Regions from separate parts of the Mus musculus genome. Here region 1 is linked to region 2. The links are chromatin contacts, called in public promoter capture Hi-C maps. All regions are on one chromosome and are shown on one strand. Each heading gives the region's core, a stretch centred on a gene start, on an enhancer-like site or on the middle of the called end of the contact. The rest is flanking DNA. Distances are from core to core; before and after follow the strand shown.

What was found. Capture Hi-C pulls out chosen DNA fragments and counts their contacts.
Region 1: a contact with region 2 is called in a promoter capture Hi-C map of adipose tissue. The contact joins the promoter of 9130409I23Rik here to the promoter of Ephx1 in region 2. A contact is called at or near these places in 2 of 39 promoter capture datasets (the HPC-7 cell line, HPC-7-derived erythroid cells and macrophages), 1 of 15 datasets of contacts at CTCF or cohesin (the NIH/3T3 cell line), 3 of 484 Hi-C or Micro-C datasets (the HL-1 cell line, the N1E-115 cell line and Sertoli cells), 2 of 115 datasets of contacts at active chromatin or transcription factors (both in embryonic stem cells) and 4 of 9 other capture datasets (adipose tissue, liver, macrophages and 1 more).

The regions. Positions count from the first base shown.
Region 1 is chr1:181,046,301-181,052,934 of GRCm38.p6, forward strand. It overlaps 9130409I23Rik (RIKEN cDNA 9130409I23 gene), which reads left to right and starts at 4,937. Exons shown (of 3, transcript NM_001033819.2): 1 at 4,937-5,100. The coding sequence starts at 5,019. It overlaps Gm39716 (a long non-coding RNA gene), which reads right to left and starts at 6,043. Exons shown (of 2, transcript XR_003948798.1): 1 at 5,393-6,043; 2 at 805-2,063. It also overlaps the pseudogene Gm17967.
Region 2 is chr1:181,012,391-181,019,151 of GRCm38.p6, forward strand. Ephx1 (epoxide hydrolase 1, microsomal) reads right to left here and starts at 5,179. Exons shown (of 9, transcript NM_010145.3): 1 at 5,037-5,179.

The DNA of each region.
Region 1 (6,634 bases), core at 3,687-6,186, 34 kb after region 2:
TTACTGCACAAAACTAGCTGGACTTGGACTCAGAGAGACCTGCCTGCCTCTGCCTCCCCAGCGTTGGGGTAGAGGGATTTATTTTCTTAATGAAATAATTTGAAGTGGGAAGACCCATTTGCAATACAGATCTTTTGAGGTGGAAAGATCCATCTCTAATCTGGGACACATCTTATGCTGGCAGCCTATATAGAAGACATGGAAGAAGGAACTCTTTGGCTTCTTGCTTTCACCCCTGATAGCAAGTCCATTCCTTCACTGGCATGAAAACCTAATTCTTCAGGATTCCAGCGTGTACTGAAGACCAGCTGAGACATTCAGCTTCTTTGACTGAACAGCTACTGGATTCTTGGTCCTTCCATTGTCATAGTCAGTCATTGTTGGACTGGGGGACCACATTCTGTAAAGCACTCTAATAAATCTCCTTTACACACACACACACACACACACACACACACACACACACACAATTGGCTCTGTTCCTCTTGAGAACCCTGAATAATAGAGTACCCATCTTCAGTGTACAGAATTCACTTGTGTATTTATATTGGTGCTGAGTATTGTCCCTGGACGCTACTGTACCCTGAGCCACATTTTGCACTGTTTTAGTTACTTTTGACCACGTTAGCATTTCTGTCACCACCACAATCAAGGCTGGAAACCTCACATCATGTTAAAGTTTTATTTAGAACCATTGTTCCTCCTTGCATAGCTCAACTGAAAAATAAAATGCTTGTTTTTAGTTATTGTGTTAGTTGGGGAGGGGTCTTTATCCATATATGAGCAAAAAAGACACTAGCACAGTATTTTGTTCTTTCTTTTTTTATATAAAAAATCAGCATGCTATAATACATTGTTATTTCCCTTAGCAGCTAGCCTGGGCTGTGTGGTTTCCTCAATCAATCAATCAATCAATCAATCAATCAAACAACAAAGCCCTTTCTCATCCAGTAGCTCTCCTGGGTGCTCCAGCAGGGAGAAGTCACATTTAGTTGTGCGTTAACCTCTGTTCCTTTTCTCCTCTCTCCCCTTTCCATGCCTCACCCCAACAGTTTCACTCTCACACACACACCCCAAGTAGTCCCTTCTTTGTTTCTGTCACATGTGTTCCGTGATTCACTCATCTCCCCTCCCTTCATTCCTCACTCAAAGCTTGCCCTCTTATGGTGCCCTATGTAGTTTCAAAACCTATGCTGCCACCACCCCATACATATGCAGAGATGACAGTTAAAATCTAGTGGCTTAGGGAAGTGGCTCAGTGGGTAAGAAAGATGAATGTGGACACACAACACTCATAGGTGTGGTTTCACGTGTTGAAATCAAACCCAGTGCTAGAGGATGAGGAGACAGGCAGGACTTATCAGCTAGTTTGGCACACTGGTGAGTTCCAGGTTCAGTCAGAGGCCTGGGTTAGAAAACCAAGGTGGAGAGTCATAGGGAAGGACACTGAACATTGAACTCTGAACTCCACAGGCCTGTGCACATGTGTTCCCACCAATGAACTAAACTAAACCAAACTAAAATCTAGAAGGGAAAAATGTGGTGATAATGGCCATCCAAGTGGGTCAACAGATTACTAAGGGAATGGCTTTGTTGGACAAGCCAGATTTCTCTGGCACACTTGACCTCACAAATGCAAAGAGACCCAGTCATTATACCAAACATATTCACTGGTACCCTATAGCATTTAAATATAATTCAGCGATCAATCTTCACCACAGGCTATTGATTGGGTCCTCAGTGAATGAAAGATGAGATGAAGGGGGGACATTGACCATCCCTGAAATGTGGAGAATGGCTTTATGGTGAATATAAAGGAGGAAGCAGGCAGAGGGAACAGTCCAGGTTGGATGGGGCTGGCAGGCTAAACCAGACCATGAGAGGAGAGGGGGGGAAGGAGAGCGAGAGAGGAGCCGAGTCCAAAAGGAGCCGCAGGTGCTGAGTGAGACTTGTCCTGGGTTTGAACCCAGGAAGTGTTCGGATTGTTTCAGAAGTCTCAGTCCTCAGTCATGTGGCTCCACGTCTTCTTCCTTCTACTTCTATTATTCCTATATTCTTCTTGCCTAAATAAAAAGGAAAGATTTTTAACTCAAACACAGTAAAACTATTTACAATAATGAGGCTATTTCTGCCAAGCTCTCCACAAAGCCCAACGTGGTTGTATTCGGCAGCCTTAGAATGGAGTCTTTTGAGTTCAAAGTTCTGTAAAGTGTTCGTATCAGCCCCATATGAACTCAGCAGTTTGAATGTCCTGAGCAATCTGTCGTCCAAAGCTGATCTTTGGGTGGTGTTTGTCAGCTCAGTAGCAGTCCTGGCTAGGTAGAACACAGTAGCAAACCCACAGGTGTCCACTGTGCAGAACCTGGTGGCAGAAGAGGCCTGGGGCACTTTTGCCCAGTAGTTGGCGGTACCACAATCCAGGTGGATTCGTTGTTGCAGGGTCCCTTCATCTCCTCGGGGAACCTCAAAGGTTACTGTTGGGAATGGTAGAAAATCTAAACATTTTAATTGCCATATTCAGCAGTTCCTGGTTACCTGCTTCAGACTCAAACCTGAAAACACATACAGGAAGCTGGATGAAGCTTATTTCTAGAATTAGTGAATATTCTGTATGACCACTAGCATCACGGTAGAAAGTTTATATGTAAGTAATAATCGTACGCATGTTTAGATACTTTTATCTTAAGAAAGTTTTGGAGAGTCAGATGACAACCAAAAGAGGATTGTATTACTGGCAATAAACTAGTCTTTCTCGGACCCTGATATAGCTGTCTTTTGTGAGACTATGCCAGTGCCTGGCAAACACCGAAGTGGATGCTCACAGTCAGCTATTGGATGTAATACAGGGCCCCCAATGGAGGAGCTAGAGAAAATACCCAAGGAGCTAAAGGGGTCTGCAACCCTATAGGTGGAACAACAATATGAACTAACCAGTACCCCAGAGCTCATGTCTCTAGCTGCATATGTAGCAGAAGATGGCCTAGTTGGCCATCATTGGAAAGAGAGACCCCTTGGTCTTGCAAACTTTATATGCTTCAGTACAGGGGAACACCAGGGCCAAGAAATGGGAGTGGGTGGGTAGGGGAGTGGGTGGGGGGAGTATGGGGGTACTTTTGGGATAGCATTGGAAATGTAAATGAAGAAAATACCTAATTAAAAAAAAACTAGTCTTTCTCTTTTTTCCTCTGTCTGATACCAGGTGGTTCTTCTGATATGAGACAAAGATTTTAGATTTTCCTTTAACAAGCATGTGTGGGTTTAGATTAGGAGAGAGCCTCTCTCCAAACCCAAAGCCAGCTTTCCTTAATTGAATTGGGACCACATGAAGAGCAGTTGCCACTTATGTCTGTAGAGGGCAGCAATACCACTTAGCCAACTTACTCTTTTTTGGGGGGAGGGAGTGGGGGGACATTTTCTCTTGCTGGCCTGGCCTTTTTCTTCAGATGTTTCAGTTGCCCTGTGGTCCCAGATTCCTTAGTTGGGTGCTTTTATTCTCCTGGGAAGATAAAACCAAAACCCTGTCCCAACTGCTTACCTCTGGGAAAGGGATGGCCTTTTCTGGCAGGTTATATCTTTCCTAGGGCAAAACCTCTCGACAACAAAAAAAGTTTTATCTTTCAATTGAAATTTTAAAAGATCCTTTTGAAAATTTAAAACTAAATATCTTAGTGGGTAAATTACACCTATAATCTCCTTTCTCTTTATATATAATTTCAAGAATTAAGTGTATTTATTTTTAGATCTAAAGACTAAGCCTTTGTCCAAAGGGGTGGATTTTATTCTGACCACCTAGCCAAGAGGAGATTCGGAGCATCCTCTGTCCTCCTGACCAGGGAGCATTACTGTGTCCAGCTGTCTTTACTTGAGTCACCAAAAGGTACCAGAAACAAGACCAAACTAAGAAAAAGAACTGGGAAGCTACCAAAAAACAAAAAAAACTTTCCTCCTCATAGAGGGCCAGCTGGCTTCCTGGCATTCACTGTCAGTAACTGAGGGATGTTCCAGGGTAGGGGGCTTCCCGGCCAATGTACCAAATGTTGGGGTCCAGGAATTGCCCCACGAAACACACGAACACCCATCTCAGTCCAACAGGGATGGTTTATTGAATGCATATTCTAAGACTGATCCATCAGGGCTGTAGTTCAGAATTCGGGGGGGGGGGGGAAGGGGGAGGCGCTGAAGCTACGACCTTGAACATTATTTTTTATATCAGTTTATAAAGGATAAAACCACACCAAAAACAAAAAAACAAAAACAAAACAAACCAAAACAAAACTACAACAAAACCACAATGAGTTCATACGCAGGTGCTGGGAATGCTGCTGGGTAGTCAGTCCTGACTCAAGCCAATGCAGACATAACAGTTCATATTGACCTCTAATACAAAGGGTGCTACGTAAAACTTTGTGATTTTTTTTTTCTTTTAAGATTAACAAACCTTGACTGGCAGTGGTGGTGCACGCCTTTAATCCCAGCACTTGGGAGGCAGAGGCAGACGTATTTCTGAGTTTGAGGCCAGCTTGGTCTACAGAGTGAGTTCCAGGACACAGAGAAACCCTGTCTCGAAAAACAAAAACAAAAACAAAAAAGAAAAAGAAAAATATCAACAAACTCATACAGACTGTAACAGGGGACTCACAGCACAACCCGGCTCTGAGTCAAGTTATTTTTCTGTGCCAATAACTGACAGGCATTTTACAAGTACACTATGAAAAAGTTGGCAGGCATGGAACAAAATGGCTGCAGCCGTGCTAGGGCAGAGGCCTGGCCTTTACGTGCAGGGTCAGTGATACCCATAGACTGCAGGAGGGTACATCCAAACCTCAGACCCTGGAGGCACAGCCTGCAGAGTCAGCTGACCAGGCCGGGCTGGTGACTGGGTGGTGTTTAGCACCTCCTCAAAGGTATTACTCAGCCTGTGAAGGGGATAAGAGATGCAGGCCACAGCTGCTATTGATCCTGTCACCCTCTCGGAGTTGCACCTGGAGCAGATCCTAGGGCAGGTGTGCACACCAGCCATGAGGAAACTCGCATCACTGGAAGATGCTGAGTGGGTGTACAATGATCGGCTGCATAATGATCGACGTCGGGAGATATTGGGTGAGATTGCCTGTGTGTGTGTGTGTGGGGGGGGGGGGAAGACCTTTCATCCCAGTACCCAGGATGCAGAGCCTTGTGGTTCGTTTTGAGTTCTAGTCCCATTTCGTTTACCCAGGAGAGCTTGAGTGTGAGAGAGAGAACCCTTGATTTGAGCATATTGCAAATCACTTATGCATAGTTGATAGGAAACGACATACGACAATCTTATCTATGCTATATACATATTGCATAAAAATAAAAATAATTATTGATAATAATTAATAGTGTGATATCCACCTACATGAAAACTCACCCTCAAACAATGGAATTCGGTGTTCTCACCGGTAGCCGGGGAAAGTCAAAGAAACGGGAAGTTGTCATCGATTCTTGTTACAAGAGGGGGACTTTCCCCACAAATCTAGCCATCCCATTTGAAAAGCAGAAAGGACTTTATATTTCTCCATGAAAATTCGACCATATTCGAGGAGGAATGAGTGCTGCTCAGGATTTCCTTTCTGGGAACAGAGATGGATGGCCATCGGGAAGAAAACCAGGGCCGTTGCTTGAGTTACGTCGACATGATAGTGTATTTCTGAAACTTTGGTCACTTTCTAAGAAGTCCACGTCACAAAATTGACAGAAATGCCTGATCGACCAAACATGCTCAAAAAAAAAAAAATCTCAAAATAAACTAAAATTTTATGTAAAGCAAGGATGCCAGAAAAGGGACAAAACTGGTTCTCAGCAATGGGAGCTGCAGAAACTACTGAGAGTGAGGTGCTGGGCAGAGAATTCACGGAGGTGGGGCTGGGGATGTACTGGATGGTTGAATGCTGGAGCAGCCCACGTGAGGCCGCAGCCAGCATCCTGCTGAATAAGGAAAGAACCCAGAGCACTTGCTCTGCATCCGGGAAGAAGTCCGGGGGTGCTACTTACTGTTCTCTCTCTCTCTCTCTCTCTCTCTCTCTCTCTCTCTCATTACCTCCCCCTCCCCCTCCTTCCCTTCCCCCTCTCTCTAGCTCTGGCTTTCTTACCCCATTCTCTCTCCTGTTCTCTCACTTTTCCCCCCTTTTCTGTCCCCCACCCCAACAAGCAGTCGCTGTTTATTAACTGACCAGCTTACAGAAATACCCAGGGGACCCTTCCTCCATCCTTCACATAAGCCTGTCTGTCTGGTCTACAGCATCTGCATCTTCTAGTGAATGTGTGGTCTTTTTTATTTTTCCTTCATTCCACCTCTTGGAGACGATATTTGGGCCATGGGAGGCTGTTTGCTTCCTTGAATTGTATAGATCCCAGGAATTATATTCTTTATGCAAATGATGCCGTATTTCTCAAGAGATCGAGCAATCAAAGAATTATCTGTCGAGGCAATTCTCTTCTTATTGATTTTGCCCTAACCAGGCTTGTAGATTAGCTCATTTACCAACTTCTGGTTGGGGTCCTTCCATGTGCGTTCCCCAATTCCCAGGGTGTGGACTGAAGTCTTGTTGAATTTAACAAAGGTGTCTGTCATTGAAGACCTGGTAGAAGCAGAGAAGCTGCAGCACGTTGT
Region 2 (6,761 bases), core at 3,929-6,428:
GGGTAAATTTACCTGTGAGTGTGTGAGCTGGTGATGTGATTGTTCCATGACATGGTGAAGAGGAAGGTTTTCATTGTAGATATGAGGGAGAGAACAGCCAGAGGCCTTGGAAGAGTCCAGAGCAGAGACAGGGAGCAGTAGATTGAACAAGGCCAGTAGACTGGACCTGGCCATGAGAGAAGCAAGAGAACAGCGTGGGGTGGGGGTTGGGGGATGGAGGGATGAAGATCAAGGGAAGACCCAGAGTGTACACAGCAGAATTAGCAGGGTTGGAAGAAATGGACAGCTGGGGAGGAAGGCCATGAGCTGGAGAAGCTTGGGGTCCTGGAGGAGGTAGAAAGAGCTAGGCCCTTGTAATACTGAGGGACCTGGAGGCCAGCATGGGCTTTGTCGTGCTATCAGGCACCAGAGTTAGCCGTTTGTCCCTTCTGCCAGTGTTAAGGAAATGGCTCCTTTAGTAGAGGGAAGCCAGCTTCCCAAGTTCTAGAGCAATGCCGGCGTTTGTCTAGTCACCAGCATTTGGGGAAATGGCCTTTCATTTGTATGTGACAGGGAGACAGGCTAATCTGTCTTTTCCCAGTGCCAAGTACCTCTGCTCTCATCTCTCTAGAGATGGATTTTAGAATCAAGCCTTCTCTCGTGGCCCATGCAGTCTGCTGGCCATGCTCAGTTTATGACTTTCTCTCTCTCTGTTCCAAACCCATCAGGATACCTCTAGCGGCACTCTCTCATATACACAATAAAAACTTTCCAGTTAACCATGCCTTGGAGTGGCCATGTCCTCAGTTTATAGAAGTTTCACTGTGTCCCTGTGATGCCACATGGAGGCTCTGGGACCTCCTAACCCTGACCATGGCATCCCACAGCCTTCCCAGGTCATGAAGAAAACTGCAGGCAGATTAAAGCCAGCCAGATGTGTCCATGGCAGGAACACTCATGTGTCAGGCATCCACTGTCTAGAGGAAGTTCAGAGAGGCCCTGGACTGTTGTAACATTGTGGTAGTACTTACAGAAAGACAGGGAGATAGAGGAGCCCTCAACCCCAGGATCTGTTTAAGTCTCTTCAAGGAACTTTCAAATGGCTGGCAAGGGACCATAATCCTTTGAGAGAAGCCCACAAATAAGACTTAACCGTGCTTAGCAGTCAAAGCACATGCCTCCAACTCCTTGCGACGTGTAGTAAGAGTTCCTTTGACCTGCTTAAAAAAAAAAAACCCCATACTTCTCTCTTATCAGCAAACACGTGTACAATGAACCCCACAAACCTCAGCATAATCCTAGTTGCTAAATAAAGTGTAGATAAAAACGTGAATGCTAAAACATTTTCAATCTTCTCAATCCTTTGAACAGGGAGACTTCAAAAGCCACCAAAGCACCTACCTCAGTGGGACCCTCTCGGAATGGCACTCACCCTGAGGTGGGCACCAGTGTGGCACTGTGGCAACTTTCTCCATCCTATCACCATCAAGGAGCAGAGATAACATTAAGGCAAGGGAGTGATAACTAGGCCTAGGGCAATGGAGATCCTAACACACCCTAGATGGAGCAGAACTGAGGGCCATCAGTCACTTACCCTTTCCCACTGCCTTAGTGAGGATTTCTATTGCTGTGAAGAGAGACCACAACTCAGCAAGTCTTAGAAGGAAAGATTTAATTGGGGCTGACTTATAGTAGAGAAGTTTAGTCCATTGTCATCATGGTGGGAAGCATGGCGGCATGCAGGCAGACATGGTGCTGGAGAGGAAGCTGAGAGTTCTACATCTGGGTCTGTAGACAGCAGGAAGAGACAGAACCACAAGTACAGCCTGAGCATCTGACACCTCAAGGCCCGCCCCAGTGACACACTGTCTCCAACAAGGCCGCTTCTCCAACAAGTCCACACCTCCTAATAGGACCACTCCCTATGAACCTATGGGGAGTTCATTTTCTTTCAAACCACCTCAGCTGCCCACCACTAGTTTGCTATCAGTATAAGTGGGCCCAGGCTGGGCTAGGGTGGGGCTGGTAGAGTATGCAGGAGGTAGGGTAACTACAGTTACCTGAAGGGAGGGTAGAGCTCTTGGTGATAAATTGGGACTTATCAGTGATGAAACTGCCCCAAGTCACCCACAATGCTGTAAAGACTCCCTCACTTATGTTCCTGTAAGCACAGTCCATTCAAGGGTTCATCAAGTTGTTCTTCTGTGGAATCACTTGTCATTGCTGCCTATCTGAGACGAATAGATACGTGTTCATGTTGCTCTTTTAACGTCTATACTAAAATCTTTTCTTAATAATCTCCAATTCTACTTCATACTGACTAACCCTGAAATCCCTTTCTGCACCCGAGGTTAAGATCCTAGCTGCACCTGACTGGATGTTAACAGGGAAAGCCACGGGCCACACAGCCATAGTGCAGAGCTCTGTCCTTGCAGCTGAGGAAGGCCTGGCTCTTGAATTTATCACCACATGTAAAATCACAACCCTAAGAACTAAAGGGCATTGCCCTGTGTTTAAAGAGCACTTAGAGTTCAGAGAGGAAGTTCAGTGAAGAGAATCTGAGCAGAAGAGCCAAAGAGACACCCACACTGCATCACTGCGCCTCAGCCTCTGCACTGCTAGAGGCAGCAAAGACTCCACCTTCTTAAGCACAAATAAGGCTTGTTTGTCAGTTGGTCAAGAGGAGTTTTCTGTAAAGACATTTTAGTAACACAGCTGAAACAACACTGTCCCCCTAAAGTGAACCCCTCAGCCTTGGAAGAGCGCATAGGTGTGGCTCTGCACCGTGGCTTGGCTCCACAGGAAAGTGAGGATGGCCAAGTAGCAGTCAAGGGAAGGCAGGCACTGGGCCAGGAGTCAGATGTCACCCCAGGCCTGTAATGGTGGAAGGAGCACGCTAGACACTCTGAGAGGGAAAACAGTTGCTCTCTGGGGAGAAAGCATGAACTGTGGTTTTCCTCAGTAAATCAATAAGCCCTGGTAGCAGGGCACTTTGCTCCTTTGAACCAGTTTGTGAAATTGATTATGTCTGAGGATGGAGAGCCAGACGCCTCCCCCCCCCCCCCATTCCCTGGGCACCACCATGCAGGAGAAGGTTCCTGGCTGAGGCTGGGCTCCCTCTTGGACATCCTTTCCCAGTCTTATCAACACAGCTCCCTGGTGACTCCACCATGATACTAGCTTGGCCTGAAGACCCCCTGCAGGTAACCCCAAAAGGCCAGTGGCACTGACTAGTGGCTCTCCTGCCTCCAATCTTATTCTCTGTTGTCCCTCATCCCTCCAGCCAGGCTGTGTTCCCATACTCTGAGGTCTTAAAACAAGAACCAGGAAGTGGAACTTGGGCCTCTGCCCTTCAAATACTTGATCCAGGGCCAGGATCCCAGGGGAAACAAAAAACAAAAAGGGTGGAGGCACCAGATCAGTAGGGCTATGCCTGGGCATGCTGGAGCTGCTGGGCATGGAGGAGAGACACTACTCATCCTTACAGGGCTTTTTGTGGGTACCACTGTGCTCTAGTTGGGCTCTGGGCAGAAACTGGACCCCAGGGGTCTGGTGGAGGCTCTCACCCTTTCACTAAAAATCCCTCCCTCTGTTCCCCATGCATTTCCCTCTCAGTTCATCTGGGCAGCAGGTGTGTAAGGCACAGCCAAAGGCTGGTGCAGTCACACCAGATAACATGGGGATTAGGGATGGTGCTGAAGGTCACCCAGCTGACTCCAGGAGCACCCGAGGGTCTAGGGAAATCTTGTTTTCTTGGTCGGAGGGGCAGCTGAAAGCTTGGAGCCTCCTCACTGACTCTGGTCTCTCTTCCAGAGGGCAACTGAGGACATAAAAGCCACCCACAGCAGGCGCACCTCTGCCTCAGGGCCTTTGCATGTTCTCCTCAGCCTTGTGCAGCTGGATACTGAGTAGTGAGGCGCACTCCTGACCCTCCTGACCCTCTGGAGTGTGAAAGTGTGGCCTCTTCCTCTCTAGTCAACAGTCCTGCTCCCTCTTTATGACCTCCTATTTCCTACAGCTCACAAATATAATTTATATTTTACAAAGATATGTTTATTTATTATGTGGTGTTGGGGATCTGACCCAGGACCTTGAATTTTGTTTGTTGTCTGCATTCAAAAGCTCCCAGAGCCCATGAGAACACATTCCCTGCTATCCCCAGGGTGGGTGGGTGGGGGGCAGTGTCTGAACAGTCAGTCCGTGTCGTTGAGCACGGTTGCACTGAACATACTTCTTTAGGGACACAGGAAGCCCTCACGTGGCCCGCCTGGTGTGGGTATTAGGGAATGGAAAGTCTTTGCTGAACACGCCCACGTTTTTGTTCCACCCTTCCCCCCAGCCCCCTCAGCTTCAAGTCTTGTGTGAAGTCAGACCACGCACAGCCAGTGAAAGCCTCCACTTGAGGGAGGAAGTCACTGTCACAGTAAAAACAATGTGAGCCTCTGGGGCTCTGCGACTTTAAAAAAAAGATCAGGCCGAAATCGGAGGCAGAGAAGCAAATGTCGCAGATGTCCATCTCTACAATCCTGCCAGCAGCACAGAATGCCAGCAAAGGCACAGCCCTACTGTCAACGCGCATGCATACATACCGGATCCCTCCACCTCCCTCCTGATCCCGCCAACCAGATGCCAGAAAGGCTATCCAGACTTCTGGCCGCCGGAAGTTTAAATGACGGGAGGTGCAGACTGGAGAAGTTAAAATTAAGAGTCACTTGGACGGCGCCCTCAGCTACCTGGATTGGCTCAGGTGCCTGGGCAAGTAGCAAGCCTGGAACCCAAGGGACAAACATGCATGGGGGGGCGGGCGGGCGGGGAAACCAGGGGGCTGAGGAGCCAGCATCGCTGTCAGGCGCAGCACCCACCCCTTGCTTCCGAAGCGCAAGCAAGGGGTTGACGCCCCTGGAAGAGGATGGAGCATCAGATGCAGGACTAAGAAGCATGGCCTATTGCACGCCTGGATCGGTCTTAGGATAAGGGGAAGCGCATTTAGCTGCGGGAGATACGCGAAGCCCTCGCAACTCTCACGCTGGAGTGCCGCTGCTGTCCCCGGAGCTTACTGTCAGGGTCGCTCTCGGGTTCCTACTCCCGCGGCGGCTGGTGTGCAGTTCCTCCACTCTCAAACTCCTCTTGAGCCTCTTTGCCTGCTGCTGAGCTGGTGACACCAGCTGCCTGTTAGCCCCGCCCCCACTAGCCCCGCCCAGGCCTTGGCCCCACCCCCGAGTTGGCTGGTTGGCCAAGGCTAGCTGAGCATCTAGCTAAGGTGTTTCACCTATTCTGGCAAAGTCTGCTGTTCTGAACAGGGTATTGGCAGTTTAAACTCTGCAGTCTGTGGACTCTACACACAAGAGCCCAAGCTGGCCTGGTGCTACAGCCTTCCTCTCACCTTCCTAGCAGTTCGTTGTAACCATTTTATAAGCGAACCAGTCAGTGAGCAAACATCTGGGGATAAAGCTTGAGGGTAGAGTGTCTCGCGTGGGCAAGGCGCTGGAGTTCATTCCCAGAACCACAAATAAAATAGTGAAGTGTGGAATGAACACACAAACCTGAAGTTTGTCGTTAAGTGCACCCTGTGAGGCTGGCTGATCTGAAGCCCAGGAGGCATGGACACCAAGCAGAGGCCAGCACAGGGAGGAGGGAGAGAGCGCTGCCTAGCCAGCAAGCAGGAGTAGGACAACCACAGTTCCTGGCACCCTTGGGGCTAACCTGCTCTCCATTAGCCAGCCTGCCCAGTGCCCTGTCTTTACCCCCGCGGCCCTCCTAAGACTCGCCTAGAACCTTCTCAGGCTTCAGCAGCCACACAGACAAGATGACCAGGCACACCACTGTGAGGGCCTAGCAGTGCCTGCCGCGGGGTCCAGGTTTATCATCCTACACACATGTGAAGCGTAGGGATCCTATTTTCACCTCTCACCTCTGATCTCCAGCCTCCTTCGCTGCTCATCATGGCCCAAACCCTCTCCGTTCTAACGGAGAGCCGGTTTCTCTCCAGTGAACACATTCAACTCATTCCTGCCTCCGTGGAACTCCTGGATAGTGTGTCCTCAATCCTCTCTGGGAACCTGGGATTTCCAGGTACTGCAGCTCCTTCCCCTCCCCAGCACACCGTTTGCACACCTGCCGTCCTCCTCTGCAGTGTATAGTCCAGGCTTGTTTCATAGCGCCCTCTAAACTGTTCCCACAGGAGCGCTGCCTCCAGCCATTCAGCAAAGCAGTAAACGTATTGTTCTTAACAAAGTGTAGATGGAAACATTCTAATGTGCTGGGCAATGGTGGCTACACCTTTATTCCCAGCATTCCTTGAGTAGGAGCCAGAGGCAGGCAGATCTTTGACTATGATGCCAGCCTGGTCTACAGAGAAAGTTCCAGGACAGCCAGGGTCACACAGAGAAACCCTGTCTTGAAAAAGAAAGAAAGGGGCTGGTGAGATGGCTCAGAGGTTAAGAGCACCGACTGCTCTTCGGAAGGTCCTGAGTTCAAATCCCAGCAACCACATGGTGGCTCACAACCATCTGTAATGGGATCTGATGCCCTCTTCTGGTGTGTCTGAAGACAGCTACAGTACTTACATATAACAATAAATAAAAAAAATTACATTGTCTCAAAAAATAAGAAAATAACTAAAAATAAAAAAAAAAGAAAGAAAGAAGAAAAGAAAAGAAAAGAAAAGAAAAGACAAAACCATAACACTAGTTGCTGGTGATGGATGTATCATCCTGTGAATGTGATAAACCTACTTGTCTTAGTTAGGTCTCCTACTGCTAAGATAAAATATCGTGATCAAA